Regions from separate parts of the Mus musculus genome. Here regions 2 and 3 are each linked to region 1. The links are chromatin contacts, called in public HiChIP or PLAC-seq maps. All regions are on one chromosome and are shown on one strand. The core of a region is the stretch at or near the end of the contact, and the rest is flanking DNA. Distances in the headings are between cores, read along the strand shown. Region 1 has its middle 4.8 kb from the start of Myo18a. Region 2 holds the start of Ssh2 (slingshot protein phosphatase 2). Region 3 overlaps Tmigd1 (transmembrane and immunoglobulin domain containing 1).

Region 1 (3,196 bases), core at 236-2,735:
AAATGGCTCAGCCATTAAGAACACTGGCCACTCTTCCAGAGAACCCAGGTTCAATTTCTAGGACCCACATGGCAGCTCACAACTGCCTGTAACTCCAGTTCCAAAGGATCTCACACAGACAAGCATGCAGGCAAAACACCAATGACCATAAAAATTTTTTAAATTAACTAATTTTTTGAAAAAAAGAAAGAAATCTGGTTAGGTCAACTAGCTCTTTATATCTAGTGTAGCAAGAACCCGGTTCCCTCTCTGAGATCAGTTTCTGTATGTGTGCATATGGAAATCAGAGGTCAGCCTCAGGCAGGGTCTTTCACTAGCCTGAAGCTCATAGAATAGGCTATGATGTCGGACCACTGAATCCCAGGGATCCACCTGGGATCTTTGCTTCCCCAGCTCTGGGATTATAGCTGGTACCACCACCACCACCACCACCACCACCACCACCACCACCACCACCACCACCTCTTGCTTGTTTTTTGTTTCTTTTAGACAGGGGGTTCTCTGTGGAGCTCCGGGTGTCCTGGAACTCAATCTGTAAACCAGGCTGGCCTCGAACTCAGAGATCCTTCTGCCTCTGCCTCCTGAGTGCTGGCATTAAAGGTGTGCTCCACCACACAAATGCTGGCTTGTTTGCTTGTTTGTTTTTTTAGCTTGAGTCATGGGGAACAAACTCAGGTCCAACTTTACCAACTAAGCTATCTCTCCATCTCCTCTAGCCTCAGTTCCTCCTAGGTGAAACTAAAATTTGTGCTTCTAAATGTTCCAATGAACAGTCCCTGGAAGCTGGAAGACAGGAAGCATAAACCCCTACTAAGCACCTGGTCAGCCGCATCTAGACTCAGTGAGACCCCGTGAGTGGAGAGAGAGTGCTGGACCGGCTCTGCTCTCTAAGGGGAATGTCTCCTCCCAAGTGCGGCTGGGAATAAGGCACAGACAGATCCAGCCTATCCAGGCCGTGGCATCTTTGGCTGGTCACTACCCACACTGCACTAAAGGCATAGATAGTCAAGATGAATAGAAAATGAAGACAAATGGAGACTTAGGAGGAGACAAACACCGGGATCTTAGCCCCTGGCCAACTCCGGAAAACCCTACTGTCTGCCATGCTGTCTTTACCCAATGTTGGCTTGGCTGTAGGTTCAGCACCAGAGCACCATCAATGAGCACAAACAGTCTGAGGATTCTAGGATCTCTGAGCTGCAAAGGTCCCTTAAAAGTAATTTTCCATAAACCCCTCTTCTCGGCATAAGCCTGTCCCTCACTGTCACTGCAACAGGCAGGACCAAAACAGCACCACAGGGGACAGCTCTGACTAAAACTGTTAAGGATCTTGTATCTAGGCCTGGGTTTGCCACAGGTCTCCAGGGGACCTTGAGCCTGTCACTTTGCTCAAGGTTGAACTAAATGATCTAGACCTCCTCCAGCTCTGAAATTCCAACAGTCCAACTCTCCTGTGGACACAAGTTAACTATTAACTTTCTGTCAAAGATGTCTCTCATCACAAGCCTGGGGCTTCGGAGGCTGCGCTGTGAGTCACTTACCACCCTTGTCCTGCTACCATTATCTCCACAGCTCACAAAGCAGCCTTCCCCTACTGCCAGCCCCATGTGGCCAGGCCTGGCTGCAGATCCGATCTCTGCTGAGCTGAGCGTCTACCACTACCTGGTTGCCTGCACCCTCCCTCTCCGGAACCAGTTTTGTGGTTCAGCTGCAGCTGCCTCTGATGCTGAACTCATTCGGCTGTGCTGAGTTTACTACAGAGCTGAGTTCCATACCCTTCTTAGATTCCTTGGACTTGCCAGTGGCTCCTGTCCTCAGATGAAAGGCTCCAGCAGCTGAGACCACCACCTCCCAGAACCTCAGGCTAGGCTGCAGTTCTCCTGCCCTGCCCCTTACTCTCCTGCCCTCTCCCTTCCTTCCAGGGACTTTAGCCTTGTAATCATTCTGACTTCTTTCCCTGACTCCCCTGACCAGGAAGCTTTTCCTAATTTTGAGTGGAGGAAAGGTAAGTGTGTATGTAAGTTACTCTGACCCAGTCGTCTTAAGTACAATCAGCCGCTTTATCATTTTAGGACAGACAGAAGACAAGGACCACTCAGTGCAAATGTGCAGCCACATTCATAAAACAGAGTGCTACTCATAGAACAAGAATGATCTCGGCCGGGCGTGGTGGCGCACGCCTTTAATCCCAGCACTCAGGAGGCAGAGGCAGAGGCAGGCGGATTTCTAAGTTCGAGGCCAGCCTGGTCTACAGAGTGAGTTCCAGGACAGCCAGGGCTACACAGAGAAACCCTGTCTCAAAAAACAAACAAACAAACAAAAAAACCAAAAAAAGAATGATCTCAAAAGCATTTGAAATGAGAAAGAAGCCATTGAAAAAAAACACACATTAATATCATTTCTTCTTCTTCTTCTTCTTCTTCTTCTTCTTCTTCTTCTTCTTTTTTAATTTTTCCTTTTTCAAGTTAGGGTCTCATAACCAGGCTGGACTTGAACTCACTATGTAGCAGAGGATGATGGCTCTGATCCACCTGAGTGCTGGGATTATAGGCATTTACCACTATACCTGGTTATATGATTCTACTTATTGCAGGCAAAACTAATCTATGGTGAGAAAAGCCAGAGCAATGGATATCCCTGGGGACTAACGGTCAGGAATGTGTGAGAAAGGGCATGAAGGGACTTTCTGAGTTCCAGAACAGCCAGAGCTAAACAGTGAGACCCTGTCTCAAAAAAACAAAAACAAGAACAAAAACCCCAAACAACTGTAAACAAGTGCCAAATTCTAGCTAGTAACTATAAGCTACAGGACCGAGTGGAGCATGCTGAGCCCTTTAAGTTTCCTTGGGCATTGGGACATGTCAACCTTCTTATATAATTTCATAGATGGACAAGGGGTAAAAATGTGACAAACAGGGGCTGGAGAGATGACTCAGTGGTTAAGAGCTCTAATTGCCCTTCTGAAGGTCCTAAGTTCAAATCCCAGCAACCACATGGTGGCTCACAACCATCTATAAAGGGATCTGATTCGGTCTTCTGCTGTGTCTGGAGACAGTGATTTTACCCACATATATAAAATAAGTATGGTCGAAGTGAGTGGGGCTGGAGCTATTGGGGCAAAAAAAAAAAAAAAAAAAAAAAGAAGAAGAATGTGACAAACAAGAGGGAGAAGTGGTGAGTGCAGGATCTAGGAAGC
Region 2 (3,169 bases), core at 484-2,983, 560 kb after region 1:
AAAAATCTACCATAAAGTGGAAAAAATCCACTCATGAAAATGCTACATATTTCTACCCCTCTCATATTTGCCTAGAGCAAACCCTAAAGTGTTTCATCAGTTCTGAAGTACAATTATTCTCAAATCACAGAATCATAAAGCTTTAGAAAGTCCAGCAAGCCCCCCCCCCCATGCAAGGATTCTTTATATCACCTGTCTGGCCAAAGCTCCCCTGGCTTCTGCTTGATACAATGTGTGCTATTTTGCAAAACAGTGCACTTGATTTTTACAAACGTCTTCCCTAAACTAATGGAAATGTGCCTCTTTAAACTTCTACCCACAGATTTCAGTTTTGTATCCTGTACCATCACAAGGTGAATAGAGTAATTTCTTGAATTAGGGTAGTCATACAAAAACACACAAGAAAACTCACAAAGGAAGAAACTACCACAATATGCAACAAAATTTTGAAATTCAGGAAACTATATTGAAATCACAAGGCAACATGCTTTCAAGATATCAAACTCCTATCTCAGTTAACAAATATTAATGACCCAACTTTCTTTCATACAGTGGAAAGTCATGGTGTTCACTGAATGCCTCTTTGCAACTTGACACTACTAAATCTAATGTTAAAACTACAATTCTATATGAAATAGTTCTTCAATTGCTCATATTTTCATCTAGATGCCTGTTTTTTTTTTAAGACCCATTTTACCACACTGGTGCAATGCTAACACATGCTAGCAGGTATTCACAAATATGAAGCCCGAGACTAGAGCTATAAAGGAGTCATGGTGGAGGTGAAGGCATAGAAAAGCCCAGCAGAAAAAAAAATGCTAATTGATGAGTGTTTTCCTTCTGGAAACATGCTTTAGCGACACAGCATTTGAAGTCATGAACCATCCAAGCACAACCCATGAGCAAGAACGATCATGAGCAATGAGTGGAAGGCATAAATGTCTATAAGATGGAAATGAATTGGCACTGGTTATCAAGCAGCACCAGAAGCTTTGGGTTCTCACTGAGAAAGGTAGAAGTCCAAGAAGCAGAGATCACTGCCATCTTTTAAGGGTGGGAAGAAACCAGGGAGTAACTACCACCGAGCAGTCCAATGAAGCCTAAACTGTACGGAGCACAAGAGAGATGCCAGGGACTAGAGAAAGGCACACACAGGGCGAGACGGAAGAAGGATGCGCAGTGCACTGACTGGGTCCCTGAAACGGTGTGCGTAAAGGATATGGGTGTGGGTCGGGGGTAACCTAGGAGCCCACCCTTCCTCTCCCTGCAACAGAGCAACAGAGGGTAAAAGAAGGGGGGAGGGTGAAAAGCAAGAATGACTCATAGCCGAAAGGAAGTGCTCAAGCCATGGGAAGCATGCTACGGGAGATTTCTGAGCCAGCGCTGTGAGGGACTGGGTGCTCCGGGTGATGGAGGTTGGGGAAAAAACAAACAAACAAACAAACAAACAAACAAAAAACCCCAACGTCTGGCAGTCGCTGCTGCTCGCCGGTAAGATGAGGGTGTGGGGGGTTCGCAGCAGCCTGAGTGCCAAGGCCTGGGAAGAGGCGCGGCGCGTGCGCAGTGGCGTTCGGCGGGACCCGCTGAGGCAAAGCGGAGCCGCAGTGACAGAAGCTGGGAGCTGCCGCCTGGAGGGACTCACCGAGGCGCAAGGGCTGGAGGTGGTGCTGGGGGTAGGCGACCGCTGGACCGTGACCAAAGCCATCTAGGTGCTGCTGGGTTGTTCCGGGCAGGGCATTCTCGTCCTGAGTGTGGGGGGCGGGAGGGTGACGGAGCCGGGATGGGGGACGATGGGTGAGGCGTAGGGACGAGGGAAACGGAGAGGGAGATGAAGCCGCGGGAACGGCCTCGGGCTCCGCACCCACCACCGGACTCTCTCGCCTACTGACGCGCCGAACGGGCGGCGGGCGGGCAGGCGGGCGGTTCGGCAGCTGCGGGGCACAATGAGCGCTCCCAGTGCGCAGGCGCCACCTGTCAGCAACCGCCTCTCCCCTCGGCGCGCGCCGCCGCGGCGGCGTAACCCTTAAGTTGCCGGAAGCGGGCGGGCAGGCTGCGTGCGCCGCGCCTCGGGCCGCCGTCCCCTCCCGGGTCAGCTCTCGAGCCCTACTGCTGCCCCTGCGGCTCTGTCTGTCCCCGCTGCGCGGCGTGGGGCGAGCTGGCCAAGGAGCCCTGGAAGGCAGCCAGCCAACCGAGGGTCCTGATCTGGGGGTGGGGGTCGGTGGGAGAGCCGCTAATCCTCACTCCAGAAAGACAACCATTTTATGAGTGGGGCGCGCAACCTTAGAGAAAAACTGAGGCGAAAATCCTGAGGCGAACACGTTTTCTAGTGGAAAAGGGCTCCGCAGGTGCTATAGACGCTTTCTCTGGGCTAGACCCGGGAGACCAGCCCTCCTGCTTGGACCTGGCCCTCAAGAGGGCTCCGTCTTAATGAGCTTCCCCACCCTCCTCATCATAAAGGGCCTCAGGGTTAACGACCAGACTTTTCCTAAGAAAGATTTTTCCCCCCGGTGGTAAACACTGGAAACTTCGTAGTAGCCTCAGGCTTCCTTCCTCTACAACCTGCCTAAAGTCAGTCACTGTACCTGAGATGCTGAGGGAAGGGGCGGGCACAGAGAGCTGGACCCTGAGTTGGAAAGCTCCAACCTGCTATTTTTTTTTTAAAACCTCTCAATTGCTTCCTACTGTGAAGATCTCCACTAAACAAAGATCTTTTGATCATTGAGCTTTTTTTCTTTCCCCCATAAATTTGACTATTTCATAAATGCAAGTGAAAATGTAGAATTAAAATATTTTAAAGGAAGACATTTCTAAATGGTAAACTGCCAACATCAACCAAGCATGTAATGGAAAAATCAAGACTAAAAAGAAAAGGAAAAGTCACGCAGTGCAACCCGTTGATATATTTACACAGAGATAGTTGAGGGGATGAACTGGTAAATACCACCATCCATATCAAAGCTGTAGAAAACACTCACTTATGGACTCCAGTTTCTAAAGCCCACCTCTTTCTGTTTGTCACTCAAACAATCTTGGATCTCATTGCTCCTTTTAAACTGATAGGGCTGTCATAAGCTCTTTCTGGTTGCTGTGTGGTTAAGTGACACAAGAACCCTCTATGCTGAGTCTTTGTTCTCTCCCTGGGGCCCTGTGGTTGAAGTAATTAGCAGGG
Region 3 (3,316 bases), core at 421-2,920, 860 kb after region 1:
CCAGAGGTTCTGAGTTCAATTCCCAGCAACCACATGGTGGCTTAAAACCATCTGTAATGGGATCCAATGACAGCTGAAGATAACTACAGAGTGCTCATATAAATAAAATAAATAAATCTTTTTTTAAAAAAAGATAGATTACTATATACTATAAGTAGAATTTGCTTGATTGATCCTCAGCACTGGAAAGAACGAGGGGTGGGGGAGGGCTGGAGAGGTGGCTTAGCAGTTAAAGACACAAACTGCTCTGCTCTTGCTGAGGACCTAAGTTCAGTTTCCAGGACCTATGTCAGGTGGCTCATAACTGTCTAAAACTCCAGCTGCAAGGGAATGCTACACCCTTATCTGGAATCCATGGGCACTCCACTTACTTGTACACACACACGTACACACACACACACACACACACACACACACACACACACACACGTAATTAAAAAATTTTTTAAATTAAAAGAATGAAGTTCAAAAGGAGGAAACATAATAATGACAGGTGTCCTCGTTGATGGAAAGGCTGAGAAAGGAGTGACCATTACTGTCCTTTTCCACTGGAACTTGATCTCAAGTCAATCTGCAATTCTCAAGGAATTGTTTTATGTCCAAGTGTCAGGGGCGCAGGAACGGGGGCTGCTTCTGAGGCCAGGGATTTCATGTCCAGAGCAGGCTCATATCCATTGTACCAGGAGGCCTCGTATTACTACTGACTGTTTTCTCTGCAGTGAAAGGCAATGTCTCTGACTGCAGCGTCCGTTTATGATGCTGCTGTGCATGTGCATGCAGTGGTCTTTGTGCCAGTGTACAAGGCCACTGAATTATATGGGTGAAGAAACGCTCTCCTGATGACCTGCAATTCTCAAGGAATTGCTTTATGTTCTAGAACATAGCATGATTCATAATTTTGCTAGGTGGGGCAAAGGCATTAACTTTCAGTCCTTGTCAGCTCTTTCCTACATTTACCTAAAGCATGTGGGAATCGGAATTGTCAAAATAATGTAAATACTCTAAAGCTCTCCCAATCCAGCCTCCTTGTTTTCCAAATGCCCAGAGTGGGGGAAGGGGAGGAGAAAGGGTTGCCCTAGACAGCGCAGTCAAGACCAGAACTACCTCACTCTGTTGTTGCCCTATTTTGTTTTTATACATTCTAGGCTTCTACTTAATGGTCTAAGCATCCGATTTATCCATAGTCATACGTTGTCCTTGTAGCGTCTCATCAGGGCTTCCAGATTCTGCTTGGAGAAATCCTGTGTGAAGCCAGATCATTCTCCACCCCGCCCCCAGCCCCCTCTCCCACTCCCCTTTCTAGCATATTTATTGCATTAGACACATTCTGAAGAGGGGAGAGGCGGAGTCTCTTGTGTAGGATGTAAAGCACACCATATTTAATTCCAAATATTTCAAAACACCAAGAAACAAACCAGAAAAGAAATTTCTTTCAAGTTAGAGGTGGATTGTTGGAGAGATCCTAAAGATGTTTCTGGGCAGTGCTGCCTCTTGCTGGATTTATCTCAGTTGTAGGAGAGAGAGAAGCATAAATTCTTATGGGGGAAAAAAAAAAAAAAAAAAAAAACACCAGGAAGGAAAGACTGGAAGTGGAGGGCGTCATCTCTGAACAGTAAGTGCGCTGCAGTTTGAGGTTGATACTATGGCTTGAGTACATGCTGACTCATCAGGCACACGGATAGAGCTATGCAAATGACTCCGGATGCTGAGGGAGGCACCGTCCAGCTATCCAGCCCCAGTCCGTGCCCTTTGCACACACGCTCCGCACCACACATCAGCTTTATGACAGTGTCAGCTGTGTGGAGATAAGAAAAACGAGGACATATGCTAAAATCTTCATGGTACAAAATTTATTCCACTTGAAGGAATGTCTTACATTCTGAGATTAGGTGTTCCCTCCTTTAGTCCCAAAACATTAATGAGATGACACTGAACACAAGAGACAGTTTGCATCTTTATTGGCTCCCTGGCATCTTAGAAACATCATTGTTCTATATTGGTCTCTGCTTCGAGTCTCACCTACTGCACTGATTTAGAGCATCCAAATGTCAGTTAATCTCCCATGTAGAAAACTATAAATCAAATAGTAAGTGGTTACCGATCTACTAGGAATATATTGAAAAATAATTAACATACTTCAGGAGTGACCTTACCAAAATCTTTCTATTCTGAACCCTTGCCCATTACACAGATCCATAAGTAGATCAAATTGGTCATAACAACTGTTTAGTAATTAACTAAATACTTCTTCACAACCTCTGACAATTTGACAGGAGTGAATTTAAAAATGGCAATAAATACAGACGACATTATACAAATCGAGATGGTCTTGATGCAAAACTCTTCCCGTGTTAGGTGGCAGCTCCGCTTTTTTTGTTTGTTTGTTTTATCTGAAATGAATCAAGAAATTAATTCAAATAATGATTGTAGCAATAAGAAGAAATTCAACACAAAATCCATTCTCTACAGCAGTAGGCCTCTGTTTGCTCTACAGGACCTACTTGCCATGCGCTGGCTAAAGGAACGCTGCGCAGAGGAAGCAGCATACAGGATGCAGGGCTTGCTGTGGGAACATGGTACAGCCTTGGCTCCTACCAGGACAAGCTCCCTCAGTCACTTGTGTGGCAATGCAGTTGTGCAAGCCCTGGCTAAACCTGCTTAGAGAATAGGCAGAAAGCCCCAAGGTGTTCCCTGCTCTGAGCAACCTTCCCGACTCTTCCTCTAAAGTGGAGGCGGGTTTCTCTCCACTCTGTGTTCTCCTCTGAACCCCTCTCCAGGGCCTCCCATCTCTGAAGGGGATTGCCTGGGATGGGCATTCTCTGTGGCTCATTGCTTAAGGAACTGATCCTCCCACCCCCACCCTCACCCCCAAACCCCCAGGCCCCACCCCCTACTGCCATCTCTGCCAGAGAGCACTTACAGAGCTGTTTCTGAATTCGGGTCATTCTTTTTCCCACAGAGCTAAAAGGCAAGCACAGGGTACATGTGAATTTACCTCCTTTTCCAAGGTCAGGAGTGAGCATTTTGAATGCATCAGCGTGGCTTTGGGTGCTGTGGAGCTAGAGTGCAGCCTTCTGTGTGGGCTCAGCTCATTTTCTTTGATTGTGTGGATAGATCTTTATTGAACTTTGAGAAGCTATAAGTCTTAATCAGGATGTTTCTAGGGCTCACAGGTCATATATACAATAGATAGATAGATAGATAGATAGATAGATAGATAGATAGATAGATAGATAGATAGATAGATAAAGATAAGTCAGTGTGTGTGTGTACATGGTGGAGGAGTGTCATGCCTTAGTCTATGTGTTGAGAACAG

What was found. HiChIP or PLAC-seq counts read pairs in DNA pulled down with a chosen protein or histone mark.
Region 2: an H3K27ac HiChIP or PLAC-seq map of extraembryonic endoderm stem cells shows a contact between it and region 1, with 5 times the contacts expected there. The contact joins the promoter of Ssh2 here to the enhancer-like site in region 1. A contact is called at or near these places in 6 of 39 promoter capture datasets (the HPC-7 cell line, hippocampal neurons, liver and 3 more), 1 of 15 datasets of contacts at CTCF or cohesin (the NIH/3T3 cell line), 2 of 484 Hi-C or Micro-C datasets (both in embryonic stem cells), 3 of 115 datasets of contacts at active chromatin or transcription factors (extraembryonic endoderm stem cells, large pre-B cells and pancreatic cancer cells) and 1 of 9 other capture datasets (adipose tissue).
Region 3: a FOXA1 HiChIP or PLAC-seq map of pancreatic cancer cells shows a contact between it and region 1. The contact joins two enhancer-like sites. A contact is called at or near these places in 1 of 39 promoter capture datasets (cranial neural crest), 2 of 115 datasets of contacts at active chromatin or transcription factors (astrocytes and pancreatic cancer cells) and 1 of 9 other capture datasets (embryonic stem cells).

Annotation. Positions count from the first base shown.
Region 1 is chr11:77,770,805-77,774,000 of GRCm38.p6, reverse strand. It overlaps a transcript of Myo18a not described here. Among named protein-coding and RNA genes, the nearest start is that of Myo18a, 4.8 kb to the left of the region's middle. Within about 2 kb of position 1,485, at least 64 of the 459 cell types and tissues checked have an H3K27ac peak or open chromatin away from gene starts, as enhancers often do. A contact at or near this core is called in extraembryonic endoderm stem cells, liver and pancreatic cancer cells, where this site is marked.
Region 2 is chr11:77,214,989-77,218,157 of GRCm38.p6, reverse strand. Ssh2 (slingshot protein phosphatase 2) reads right to left here and starts at 1,733. Exons shown (of 15, transcript NM_177710.4): 1 at 1,643-1,733. The coding sequence starts at 1,705. It also overlaps a transcript of Efcab5 not described here.
Region 3 is chr11:76,915,100-76,918,415 of GRCm38.p6, reverse strand. It overlaps Tmigd1 (transmembrane and immunoglobulin domain containing 1), which reads right to left. Exons shown (of 7, transcript NM_025655.3): 6 at 2,921-2,961; 7 at 1,829-2,390. The coding sequence ends at 2,387. Among named protein-coding and RNA genes, the nearest start is that of Tmigd1, 15 kb to the right of the region's middle. Within about 2 kb of position 1,670, at least 65 of the 459 cell types and tissues checked have an H3K27ac peak or open chromatin away from gene starts, as enhancers often do. A contact at or near this core is called in pancreatic cancer cells, where this site is marked.